Regions from separate parts of the Mus musculus genome. Here region 1 is linked to region 2. The links are chromatin contacts, called in public promoter capture Hi-C maps. All regions are on one chromosome and are shown on one strand. The core of a region is the stretch at or near the end of the contact, and the rest is flanking DNA. Distances in the headings are between cores, read along the strand shown.

The links. Promoter capture Hi-C pulls out the DNA fragments that hold promoters and counts their contacts.
Region 1: a promoter capture Hi-C map of pre-B cells shows a contact between it and region 2, with 2.5 times the contacts expected there. The contact joins the promoter of Gins3 here to the promoter of Adgrg1 in region 2. A contact is called at or near these places in 2 of 39 promoter capture datasets (liver and pre-B cells).

What each region holds. Positions count from the first base shown.
Region 1 is chr8:95,631,214-95,637,371 of GRCm38.p6, forward strand. Gins3 (GINS complex subunit 3 (Psf3 homolog)) reads left to right here and starts at 2,346. Exons shown (of 3, transcript NM_030198.3): 1 at 2,346-2,570. The coding sequence starts at 2,385.
Region 2 is chr8:94,973,670-94,979,908 of GRCm38.p6, forward strand. It overlaps Adgrg1 (adhesion G protein-coupled receptor G1), which reads left to right and starts at 3,440. Exons shown (of 14, transcript NM_001198894.1): 1 at 3,440-3,748. It overlaps Gm30968 (a long non-coding RNA gene), which reads right to left and starts at 3,059. Exons shown (of 4, transcript XR_879113.3): 1 at 2,904-3,059; 2 at 54-201.

The sequences.
Region 1 (6,158 bases), core at 1,096-3,595, 660 kb after region 2:
CTACCCTAAACTCTATTATTGTCATATCTCCCTCTCAGCAGAAAAGTATACATTATCACTATCAGTTATGTTTACTTAATTTTTCAGTGTTATATTGTTTGCATGCAGTATGCATGTGTGTATGTGTGTAGACATGTGCGTGTGCGTGTGTGCACATGTATCCCATGCAGAGGGGGTTCCTTTAGGTGACAGGGAACCCAACCACAAAAAGAGAAAAGAATGAAAACCCAGTGCAGATTGACCTCCATCAACCTGGACCAGACCTCGGGGAGTCTGATGCAGACAGTTCATTGCCAGCATATTTTAAATAGTACAGTTTGGGAAAAGCTTCCAGTCAGTCCAATTCCTGGTGCACAATAAAGGTTAAGGTGTGACCACATAGAAACTCCTTTACAAAGTACATGTGACCACGAGGGTGGGGTTCATATCTGATAGGCCTAGAATCTAGTGTGGTCTCTGACCAAGACATCATAGAGGTCAGCAGGTCATAATGTACATGTGACATCTTCTGTCAGGATGGGTAATGGTCTAGGAGGGCAGAGTCTGGGATAATCATCCTGGGGAATTTGGGGGAGGTCTGCCTCTATAGCAAAAGGGGTGAGGTCTGCCTCCACAGACCGCAAAAAGGTCACCAGGTCATTAACAAGATCCACTCTCAGCTTTCTGGATGGAATGCAGGCATTTGATCTTTATCTCTTCCATTTGATCTCTTATCCTACAAAATATCAGCACTTAGCCCAGTGTGCCTCAAATGGCCTTACAACACATTAACATATGGTTGGGCAAAGTCATCTAACACAAGGCCTAATTTATAACAAAACATGAAACATCTCGTGGTATTTATTGAACACTGTATTGAGAATTACAGCATGGTTATATGAATAAGCTTTTGTTAACACTGTAAAGTAAAAGATTGTGAGTCGAACCATTGTGAATTGGGTAGCAGCAGTATATAAGAACTGGGTACATGCAGAAAATTGCCAGTAGTTACAGGACATGCCTAGCTCACACCCTGGGTCTGCTTCTGACCCGCTCTTGTCAACAAGCACATTAGTCATAATTGTTTTAGAGATAAGGCCTTGCCCTATAACCTGGTCTTGTTTCGACCCTGAGATCCTGTTGCCTTGGCTTCCCCAGTCCAGGGATTCTAGGCATGTGCCAGCATGCTTGACATTATTGCAACTTTTTAAAGTAGCTGTCTGGAATAAAATGTCTTAAACTGACTAGAGCAATGGTTGTTAAAAGAAGAGGAATAAAAAGTAAAGAAAGTGGTGTAAATACTTCAAGCATTCATGTGATACAAGTGTTTTTGGCAAGAAAAAGCAAGTGACTATTGCTTAGCATATGTAAAGTTCTAGTCCATATTTAGAAGGCTATTGCTTAAATGTAGTGAATTATGTAAATACATTAACAAATTATTTCATTCAAAACTAAAAAGGAATACAAAAGATGAAAGGCATGCTCGCCCCCTTTCCTGTGTTGCTCACAAACCACTACCTCAGGAATGCCCTCCTACAGTAGGTAAATTCGGTAGCAAATCTCGCAACAATCTGCCTCAACCTGTATTCATGTATGTACCGCCAAATCTAGGACCAAGCAACCAAGCAACCGTGGTCTTTCCTTTGTTCTCAGGTACTCTACCTGTGATCGCATTTGATATAGGAGCTCCCGCTTGCAGAGTGGCTGTGAAAAGACTAGGAAACTGGTCTAGTTTCCTCTTTCAGGAACCCAAACTGATCACCACACGAGGACTTTGCCAGTTGACAGTAGAGCAAGGCCCTGAACTTCAGATCTTCCAGCCATATATAAATCTACCACTCCATCTAGACTCCCACCCCACCTGAACCTACACCCGGCCAAAATACTACAAATAATTTGTAACTTAGCACACAGTTAAACATTTGGACTAGTGCTTGCGTTTTAGTTTCTTCTGTTGTTTTCAAAGACAATAATTAACCTACCAGTGAAAATGCAATAAAAGCGGGATTAATGAGGGCTGGAATACATAGTGTAAAATGATATTACTTGAATCCCCAAAGATGTTTTTAAATTCTATGTGTGTATTTAAAGGCTGCATGAACACAGTTCCGTTAGTACAGACACATGCTGTCCCTTCAATGATGTTCAAGCTTCATATACCTTCCCCAGCCTAGTCTACAAGCTGCAGGAGGACTTCCGGCCGACTCATCCAGGGCTTCCGCATTGGGCGGGGACACTGGACCCAATCTGTGACCTTATTGATTGCTTTTGCCTGAGCGGCCGCAGGCTCGCCGAAATCGACTGCTCGGGTCTGGCGAGTGCGGCGCGGGAAAGCGAGTTTGAAGCCGGCCCTAGTTCGCTGAGGTGGCGCGCCCTCCTCATCCCTGACTGTGCTGCGAGCTGCCATGTCCGAGGCGTATTTCCCAGTGGAGTCGGGCGCTCTGGGGCCGGAGGAGAACTTCCTGTCTTTGGACGACATCCTGATGTCGCAGGAGAAGCTGCCGGTGCGGGTCGAGACGCCCATGCCGCGCCTGGGAGCCTTCTTCCTGGAGCGGGGCGCGGGCTCCGAGCCGGACCATCCGCTCCCTCAGGTGAGGCGAGCCCGGCCGGGGCAGAGGTTTCCAAGATCTGGAGGCGGTGGGAGTCCTCGGGGGTCCCGGGAAGCTGCACAGCACTCGGAGGACTCTCCCGCCACCGATCTTAGTCTTCAAACTTTCCAAAGTCATTGGCTTTGGCTCCAGCCCATCATCTCAGGGTCTCTTGGTTCTATTCATGGTTTCCATAAAACTTATTTGAAGTTTCGAAGTCTGGGAACTGCAGATTGTCATGCGCACTCGGCACAATTATGACAGTGTCTGCAGCCTGTTTCCGAGGACCGACTGTCCATCAGGGGATGGGAGTCTGTGATGGGGGGATAAATTGTCATCTTCTCGCTTAGGCAATTCTACAAAGAGTGAGTACCTCAGCCAGGGTTCCACAGTAAGTCCGTGCTGGCTTAACCAAGGCAGTCCTCGGTAAAAGGTTGCTCATAACAATTTTCAGTGTCGCACTGAAAAATGGCAACTGCAGCTTCCCGTATTAAGCCTTTTGCCCTCCCATAAACCTAACAAAAGCTGGGTTAACAAAGCCAGGGTCCTCCAGTAAATGGTGAACTGGGATTCGAACCTTGGACTCTATGGCTTCAAGTACGAGTTTGTCCCAAGAGCGTAACTTGCAATGGTTACTTTCATTTCCCGTTAGGTCCTTTAAGTTTTGTTTGGAAGGGTATCAATTTTGTCTCTGTCTATTTCTAGGTACTTTTTCTCAAAGTAAAACACCACATTTTTACTTTTTCAACAACAGAAAGGCTCATTTTTGCTCCCTGGGCTGCTTCTCAACCTCACAGTCCTTTGTAAGTCGACTCTTCAGAGTCGACCGCCATGTTTTTGAAGAATATTCCAGGACTGGGGGTGAATCCTGGAGCGTTTCACATGCCAGGCAAGCATGCTACCACAGAGTTCTACCCCAAATGTCAACTTATTGGCTCCCCATTGTCATAGAGAAAGATTTAGGAGTCTTTTGTTTTTGTTTTTTTAATGTTTTTGAGACAGAGTTTCTCTGTGTAGCCTTGGCTGACATAAACTGGCTCTGTATACCAAGCTGGCCTCAGACTCAGCAATCCTTTTGCCTCTGCCTCCCTGATGCTGGGATTAAAGGTGTGTGTCACCACTGTATGGCTAGGATTTAGTTGAGCTCTTACACTCTACTGAACAAGATATCCTGCCGAGTTTGGGTCTTTTTTTCTTTTTCTTTTTTCCTTTTCTTTTTCTTTCTTTTTTCTTTTTTTGGTTTTTCGAGACAGGGTTTCTCTGTATAGTCCTGGCTGTCCTGGAACTCACTTTGTAGACCAGGTTGGCCTTGAACTCAGAAATCCGCCTGCCTCTGCCTCCCTCTGCCTCTGCTGGGATTAAAGGTGTGCGCCACCACGCCCGGCTGGGTCTTATTTTCTTAATTTACCTAATATTCTAGTCTAGCATCTTTAAAAAAAAAAGAATTAAAGAATAATTTTTAGCTATTATATTTCTCTGGGTTCTTCTTAGCTATCGTCAGGCTTTTTTGTTGTGGTTGTATCTAATGACAGTTTTCTGGCTATGATAACAGATAAGGTTTGCTTGATATTTTACTCATGATCAAACTGGTTTATTGGTTTGGGAGAGATCACAGGGGTCAGGTTCCATTTTTACTGCATCACACCAACTTAGTGTTGTCGACTCTGTGGTAGATTCTGATCACCAGGCTGAGGTAGTGTTTGTTATGTTTGCCATACTCCTTGGAAGTTATTATATATAGCCACTCTGAAGGAGCAGGCTGTCTTGCTCCAGTTTGAGAGATAGTGTCTACACAAAGTATTTGGAATTCCTCTGCAGCACAGAATTAGGTTTGAAGATTTTTTTTATGACATCTAATTTCACTCATCGATATAAGACTTCATACTTTGTTTCTTATGTTGATTTTGATATGTGCCTTGAACTCTGTTCTCCTGCCACATTATATGCCCCTGCACCTGCCTTAGTCTTTCTTTATAGGCAGAGTGAGCTGGGCCGTGTGCTCCAGTTGTGTAATACCGGCTACTTTAGAGGCTGAGGCAGGGAACTGTAAGTTCCACCATCACCTGTTTCCTAAGTTGTCTTATTGTTTAGTTCTGCAATTTTCCATTTGCTATTTTTAGTTTACATTAAAGTCAGTGCCTAATTACTCTGCTACTTAGTTTTAAGTACCTGGCTTCCTACCTTCTAATACCTTGGCCACTCAAGTCCTGGCCTCCTGGCAACCTTGGGCTGTTTATTTCCAGCCCTGGGATGTTTGTGGACTGCTCTACCTCTCTACCCCTAAAAGTTGCCCCTCCCTCTACAATAGTTCTCCCTTTGAGATGAAAAATTTCCATGGCTTCCTTTAATCCAGTTGTTTTTGTATATGAAAATATTTATTCTAATTGGATGTATCAGTGTGTGTCTGTATAGATGTATGTACATCGGTGCAGATGCCTATAGAGGCCAGAGGAGTCACATCCCCCTGGAGCTGTAGTTAGAGGCAACTGTGAGCTGCCCGATGTGGATGCTAGAAATTGAACTCTCCATCTCTGTAAGAGCAGGATGTGCTGAGCCATCTTCCATGTCCCCTTTTGTACCTTTTTATAGATTTTATAGATTTCTGATCCATCATGCCATCTCATCTTGTCATGTTGTGCATTTCTTTTAAGGCTTTGAGAACATAGACATTGACCCTTTCTGCCATCTCCAAAGCCATGAGGTGGGTGGGGAAAGAGACCACTACCTGACTTCAGACTAATTTCATTTTATTCTATTCTACTAGCATCCAGACTGGTACTTAGTGCTTAGTAGACACCCAGCAAGAGCTTATCTACCATAGATGGAAAATATTCAAGGAAAGTAAAAAAATTATTGATACTCATTTACTTTAGAGAACTCATGTTTTAGCTGATTGTTGTTATGATTTATTTTCTGTCTTTATTAGATCATAACGTAAATCCTCGGCCCAGGCTGAACTCATGGAACTTGAGAGTAAGATAGTGATGGTAGAGGCTGGGAAAGTGGGGCAGGAACTTGGTTAGCAGGTATTACCTTGTAGTGAGAGTTAAGGAGTTCTGGTGTGCTGCTGAGTAACAGACCACTTAAGAAAAAGTAAATTGGGGCTGGTGAGATGGCTCAGCGGGTAAGAGCACCCGACTGCTCTTCCGAAGGTCAGGAGTTCAAATCCCAGCAACCACATGGTGGCTCACAACCATCCGTAACGAGATCTGACTCCCTCTTCTGGAGTGTCTGAAGACAGCTACAGTGTACTTACATATAATAAATAAATAAATCTTTAAAAAAAAAAAAAAAAAAAAAAAAAAAAGAAAAAGTAAATTATACACAGAGAAACTCCATCTTGAAAAACCAAACCAAACAAACAAACAAAGAATAAGTAAGGGTCTGGAAATGTGGCTGAGTGGGTGACGTTCTTGCTGCATTAGCACAAGGACCTGAGTCTGGATCCCTAGCACCCACAGAAAAAGTCAGGCCTGGGCTGGTGAGATGGCTCAGTGGGTAAAAGCACCCGACTGCTCTTCCGAAGGTCCAGAGTTCAAATCCCAGCAACCACATGGTGGCTCACAACCATCTGTAACAAGATCTGACTCC
Region 2 (6,239 bases), core at 2,190-4,689:
TTCCAGCAGTATCCTCCCCCATGTCCCCCACTCCATCTCCTCATGTGACTTACTTGAAAACACATCAGGATGGACCTCTCATTGTCCCCTACGGACTGAAGATCTAAGAAAGGCTCCAGCTCCGAAGCACTGAAGTGCTACTGGGTGGCAAACGCTCAGACAGCAACAGGGTGCGCGGGGGTGGGGGGTGGTTTCCCAGTTCTAGATTGGGCACAGATGGATGACTCTGTATGGAGGAATCTAGATGCCAGACTTGACCTCGACCAAAGGACACAAAGCTTCTACGAATGAGCTCACTGAGAACTTAGCCCAGTCAGGCTCTGCTGCACAGCCCAGGGTGGCCTTGAACTCTCCACCCTCTTGCCAGAGCCTCTCGCTGGGATGTGATAGCCATCACACCAGGCTTACCATGAGCTAGGCAGTGCCATCAGCTACCCATCCCGACTCTTTTCTGCAGAGCATGGTGAGACAGCCCGGCATGCTACTGGGGGTGGGCTCTAGAGCAGTGAGCTCACACACCCACATGCCCCTGAAGAATGGCTTCTGCCAGGGGTGGCCATAGGGAGACAGTCCTTGTCCCTGGAAGCAGTGGGGACCACCTCCATTCAGTAGCAGGAACAGCACTGAGCGCAGGGAGGATTGCCAAAAGCCAGTAACTTAACCTTCTGCTCTGCACTGGGGATGGGGAGCATTTATGGGGTATTTAGACATGTGTCAGCCATTGAGAGGGACTGAGTGTCTTCTCAGGGAGTCCTCACAGCCTGGAAAGGTGCCCCTAACACCTGCTGTGCACACATAGGAGGCTGAGGGAGGTGACTGAACAGCAGGTGGGGCTGGGCTTCAGGCAGTCTGAACTAGCAATCCCCACCCCCACCCCTTACCCCACCCTACCCCCACCTCATCATTTCTACTGCCCGCCCCACAGGGTGTTTGTTTTCTGAACCAGAGAGGCCCAGGCACCTAGGACTTACTAGGCAAATATTAGCTCAGTGGATAAATACAGGAACTAGGGAAAAATGCCCCAGTCAGAAGCCCTGCCTGAGTTCACACCTGCCACCGTGGGTGAAGCCAACACCTTCGCAAGGTTCAAGAGGAGCTCAGCCATGGCTTTCCACAGAGATGGGGAGCTCACCCCCTGACCTTGTGGGCTCCACCAGCTCTGAGAGGGAACATGGAAGCTTGAAAACACGGGGTACACACCTGGGGACTCCCTCACCTTCTCACGAGGTACCCAGGAAGGGGAGGGCTCTGTATTCTTTTCTCTGTCGTCAGTGATGGGTGGGAACAAGCCTGATTCTGGAGTTCAGCTGCCTGGGTGTGACTTCAAGCCTATTCCTGGGCCTGACTCTTGACTTGCTTGGGTGTACCCTGCCCCTCAGGGCCAGGATGCTGCTCCCTCCAGGATGAAGGAGAAGTCAGGTGTGACCTAGAGTTTACATTTGGCTCAGGTCTAGCTGCCCGGATTATGGTGGTTACAATCCATCTCTGCAGGTAGCAGGTCTGAGACTTGGATAGGTTCTGGTTACATTTCATTTCCTTAACCTACTGTACTAGGGGATGGTCTGGGTCACCAGGAGACCATACCTTCAGACTCACAAATGCTCCTCAGTGCCTACCTACCCTGCCAGGGCTCACTACTTTTCCAACTCTTGTTATCATTGGAGGGCAAGCAGGGCAAAAGAAGGGGTCCCCATTTGATATATGACCTGCGGCACAGAGAGGTTAAGCAACCTTTCCAAGGAAACCCAGTGAAAGTGGGCTCAAGACTGGGATTCTAGCACCAGTCCTTGCTATTAGGTGACAGAATGGTAGCTATATCACATGACGAGGCCCCTGAGGACATAGAAGAGGATGTGAAGTGTGGGTGTCACAAGTTAGGGATACAAGAAATCACTGGCACTCCCCTGTGTCCTTATCAGGGCAGACAGTGCCTCTGGGGCCATGGGGATCTGTAGTCAAGCTTTTTCTCTGGGTCCTTTTTTTGACATTCATCTTCCTTGGCTCCTCCCCACCCCCATCTGCTCAGTTCTAGAGATCCAGTTTGTGCTGGGCAGAGCAAGTTTGCATGCCCACCCTGTAGCCAGAAGTTCCCACGTGGAAGGGGTTATGGCGGGATTGAGAGTCCCAGTGGGGCCTATGCAGACAGGTGCTTATGTCATCTCAGGGGACTGGTGCTCCCTTTTGATATCCTTCTCAACTCTGTGGCCTCGTCTCTGTCTTTGGTTCCTTCATTCAGTTGCACAGCAGTGAGCACCCTCCTCCTCCTCATCCCTAAAGTCAGGATCACCGACCCCAGGGCCTTTGCACAGACTCTTCCATCCACTAGAATGCTCTGCTCTTGGTACCCCGTAGGCTGCCTCCTTGGATGCTGTCTACACTCAAGCATCATTTCTCACCGTGAATCCAGCCCTGCTCCTTTATCAACTCCCCTCACCATATTTTCTCCCCATTATTCTTACTATAGCTCTGGATAGATTTCATATTTATTGCTCATTAAATTTATGATCTGTATCCCTGCAGCTTTGAGCGGGCAGGGATTTTAGTATATGGCTTGTAGCTGTCGCTCCTATGCCCTGCACAGTGCCTGGATCACAGCAGGCTTTCCACAAACATGTGACGGAATCCATCCGCTGGTCCATCTGTCCATCCACCTATCTATCTATCCATCCATCTTTTCTTATCCACTCACTAGCCATACATCTTCCCTCTAGACCAGACCCTATTCTGGCCCTGCTCTGGTAACTGCTGGGGAAAAGCAGACAAGACAAGCATGGGGATTGACCTGAGGGGCAAGAAACACAGTGGCGGAAAAACATGGCGGGAGGGCCCGGTGGGGAGGGAAGCGAGGTAGATCCTAGGGGACTGACAACCCCATGGGCCTGGCCCACAACAGTGTTTCATACCCCTTGCTCAGAGGATCAGCTTCTGCTTGGATTGGCGTCCTCAGGGAAGTATGGCTCAGCCAGCAGGTCTCTATGTTGGGAGCTAGGTGTGTGCATCAGGACTCACACACATACCCCGCCCCCATACTAGTGCCTGATTGCAAGAGCATTGAAAGAGAGGTGGGTGGCAGGGTCTGAAGGAAGTGCCTGCACGAGGCCTCTCTCCATTGGTGGAGCTCGCCTGGACTTCTCCCCTTGGCCCCCTTCCAAGATACCTGGGGCAGCTGCCACCTCCCATCCCTAGCAAAAAGCTCCAGTTCCTGCCCCCTCACCTTCTGCCTGCTCTGATCCCACCTGAGTCCAGCAGGACATATTGTGAGAGCCCCACCCACAGCCCCGGAGCCCTCCTGTATCCAGCCTGTGGCTGGTGTGAATGGCGCTGCAGACAGGATATGGTCTGAAGAGGCTGGAGAAGCCACAAAGGGCTGGCAGTTTGCAGGTGTGTGTGGGCGTGGCGGCCTGCCTCCCACAGCCTGAAAAGGGTCTCTGAAGCCCAGAGACAGCGTGATCCCGGCCTCCCACGGGGCAGCTTTTACTGTCTAGGGAAGAAATCCCCAAAGTCCATGGAGTCTGAAGACTCTGTCAAGCCTCGCTAGGAAACCTAGGAGTTTTAGAGGGCACTTGGCACCGGAAGCTAGCCGGGTAGGCGGAGCCTCACCTGGATTGAGTTCACAGCTGCCTAGACAGGCTCAGACTAGGTGCTGGGCACCTGGGAGGAGGAGGAGACATTAGCAGCAAAGGCTGTTAACAGAAGTGCCTGCCTAGGCTTGGAGGCAAGACGCTGCTGTTCACAGTGCGAGACGGAGGTAAGAGAGGGCAGCGGGTACGGCATGCACTTCGCCTGGCCTGGCCCGCTTGACCTTAGTCTAAGGTTTAGCGCAGTGCTTGGGAGTTCTCGAGTGTGTGCTGGATCGTATCTCCCAGGGAACGACTGAGTTTGAGGTTCTAGCTGGTCCTAGGATACTCCTTGCCGCTCAGAGTGTGGGGCTGGGCGTGCTCACGAGGGGGCACTGGAACACGTTGGCCAGCTGTGTCCCTCTTTGCTCAGAAGGGCACCACTGCCACGAGGGCCAGAGTGAAGCTTGGACCCTGGCGTGTGGTTGAGGACTGGCGGCATGAACCCCATTTTTCCCTTTGTCCCTAGTGCTTCCCAAGCAGTTTCCTCCTGAGATCCACGGGGGCGGGGAGGGCGGGGGGTGGGGGGACCGGTTTAGCAGCAGCTCACTTTGGTTGTTTGACTTTTGAGGAGGAAGAGGCAGGCAGCCTTTCCTGGTAAGCCAGCAAAAGGGTAGATAGAGCTCATGTATATGTCTCTCTGTTGCTGCCAGCCACAGGTCCCCATGCCTGTCAGCCCAGGTCTGTCACCCCGTCTGCAAGAGTCACTAGAGGGGGTCCCAAGAGTGCACACCTCCTACCAGTTGCTTCCCCCACATGGTAACCCCAAAGATGCACCCAGATAGGTAAAAGTTCAGGCTTGCCATGGCCTCTGGTGGGACCCTGGCATTCCTTCCAGCTGGACCCATGTCCCTAGCTGTACCATGATGGAGATAGACGGGCCCCCAGATGTCAAATCATATATGGCTTCTAAAGCCCCAGTGCCCAGCCCCCAGCCCTAGCTCACAGCCCCCACTCAACCAGACAAAGGTGGGCGGCTGGCGCCGCTGTTTGCCTCTGCCAGTCTGACTCCCTGAGGCGTGTGGGCTGCATGGTGGGCCCCTGCTAATGAGCATCTGTTATCACTCCATTATGCCGCCTGCGCCACCTGCACCCCAGCACTTAGTGGGAGACCCCGGGGGGTTCCCTGGCAGCTGGGCAGAGGGGCATGCAGAAGGCAGGAGGTGTTGGGGGGGGGCAAGGTCTTCCGGGGCTAGGGGGCCCCATGCTCTGTGGGATTTCTACAAAGTACTTAGGATTCCAGCTCTTTATTGTATCAAAAGAGAAGTGCTGGGGATGGGCGGGGTGTAATCGCCACACTAGGATGGATGAGGCAGATCGGTTTTGAGTTCCAGGCCAGCCTGGGCTACGTGGAGAGATGCTGTATTGAAAGAAAAAGGGGGAGGGAAAAAGGGGAGGAGGTGGTGGCAGTCTAGGGGGATTTTGGGTGAGGAAACGAGTGTCTGTGAATTCCCAAGTGAGTCTCCCCAGCCAACATCTCACAAACGCATCTGTGCTGTGTATGTATTGAGAAGGGGATGTGGTTGCACATGAGGGCACAACCAAGATTCCGGTCCTGGAGACTGGCAGTGAGTGACCTGGCATAGTGTTCTTCGTAAGATGGAATGACCTACCCATTCTTCGTACGGGGCTGTACTGTCTTGTGGGGTAGTCCCTAAACCTCTCTGGGCTTCCCTTGCCTGCCTTGGTACCGAGGAGATAATGCTTCTCTGCTTGATCAGAGACAGTTGGACCAGTTCTGGTATCTGAGCAGCTTCCACTCAAACCTCAGGACAGGACCCGGGGAGGGGCGGCATAGACCGGGCACAAGTGTGAAACAGTTGGCAGCAGCTGACATGGCCTTTTTGGGGAATGCTAGTCACCTCAGACCATGCTTGGCTCTCTAGCTGAGGCAGGGTGGCTTCTGTGGAGGGTCGAAGTCCCTCTGTTCCTGCACACTGGAGATATTTTAGGAGCAGCCTCAAGGGGCTAGGGAGATAACTCAGCTGGCAAACATGCTTGCTGTGGAAGCATGAAGGTCTGGGTTTGGATTCCCCAGCGCCACAGTAAAAAGCTGAGCTTGGTGGTTTGTGCTCGTACTCGAGAGAGGCAGAGACAGGAGGGTCTCCAGCAAGTCTAGCTGAATCAGAGAGCTTCAGGCTTTGGGAGAGACTCTGTCTCCAAAAGTAATTTGAAGGGCCAGCAAGATATTTAGGCTAAAGGACTTTCTTTCAGGTCTCATGACCTGAGTTATCCCTCTGGGTCCCACATGAGGCAAGGAGAGAACCAACTTCTGTGAGTTATCGCACACACACACACACACACACACAGACACAGACACAGACACACAACCTAATTCTTAAAACATTTAACACGTAAGATGGAGAGTGATGGAGGAAGACACACACAGGGTTGACTTCTGGCCTCCACCCCATTTGCACATAAACATGCACACATTCATGTATTTCAACACACACTCAAGAGCAAACCCAGTGGTCAGGAGGGTGCCGTACCCATTTTTACACATGAGAACACTGAGGCACGGAAAGATCAAAGCCCAGCAATTTGATGCTAGACTCTCACGGCAGTTATGGAGGGCTTTGGAGCTATACTGGGAGGAACTAGAGTGTCGTGGAGAGTGGT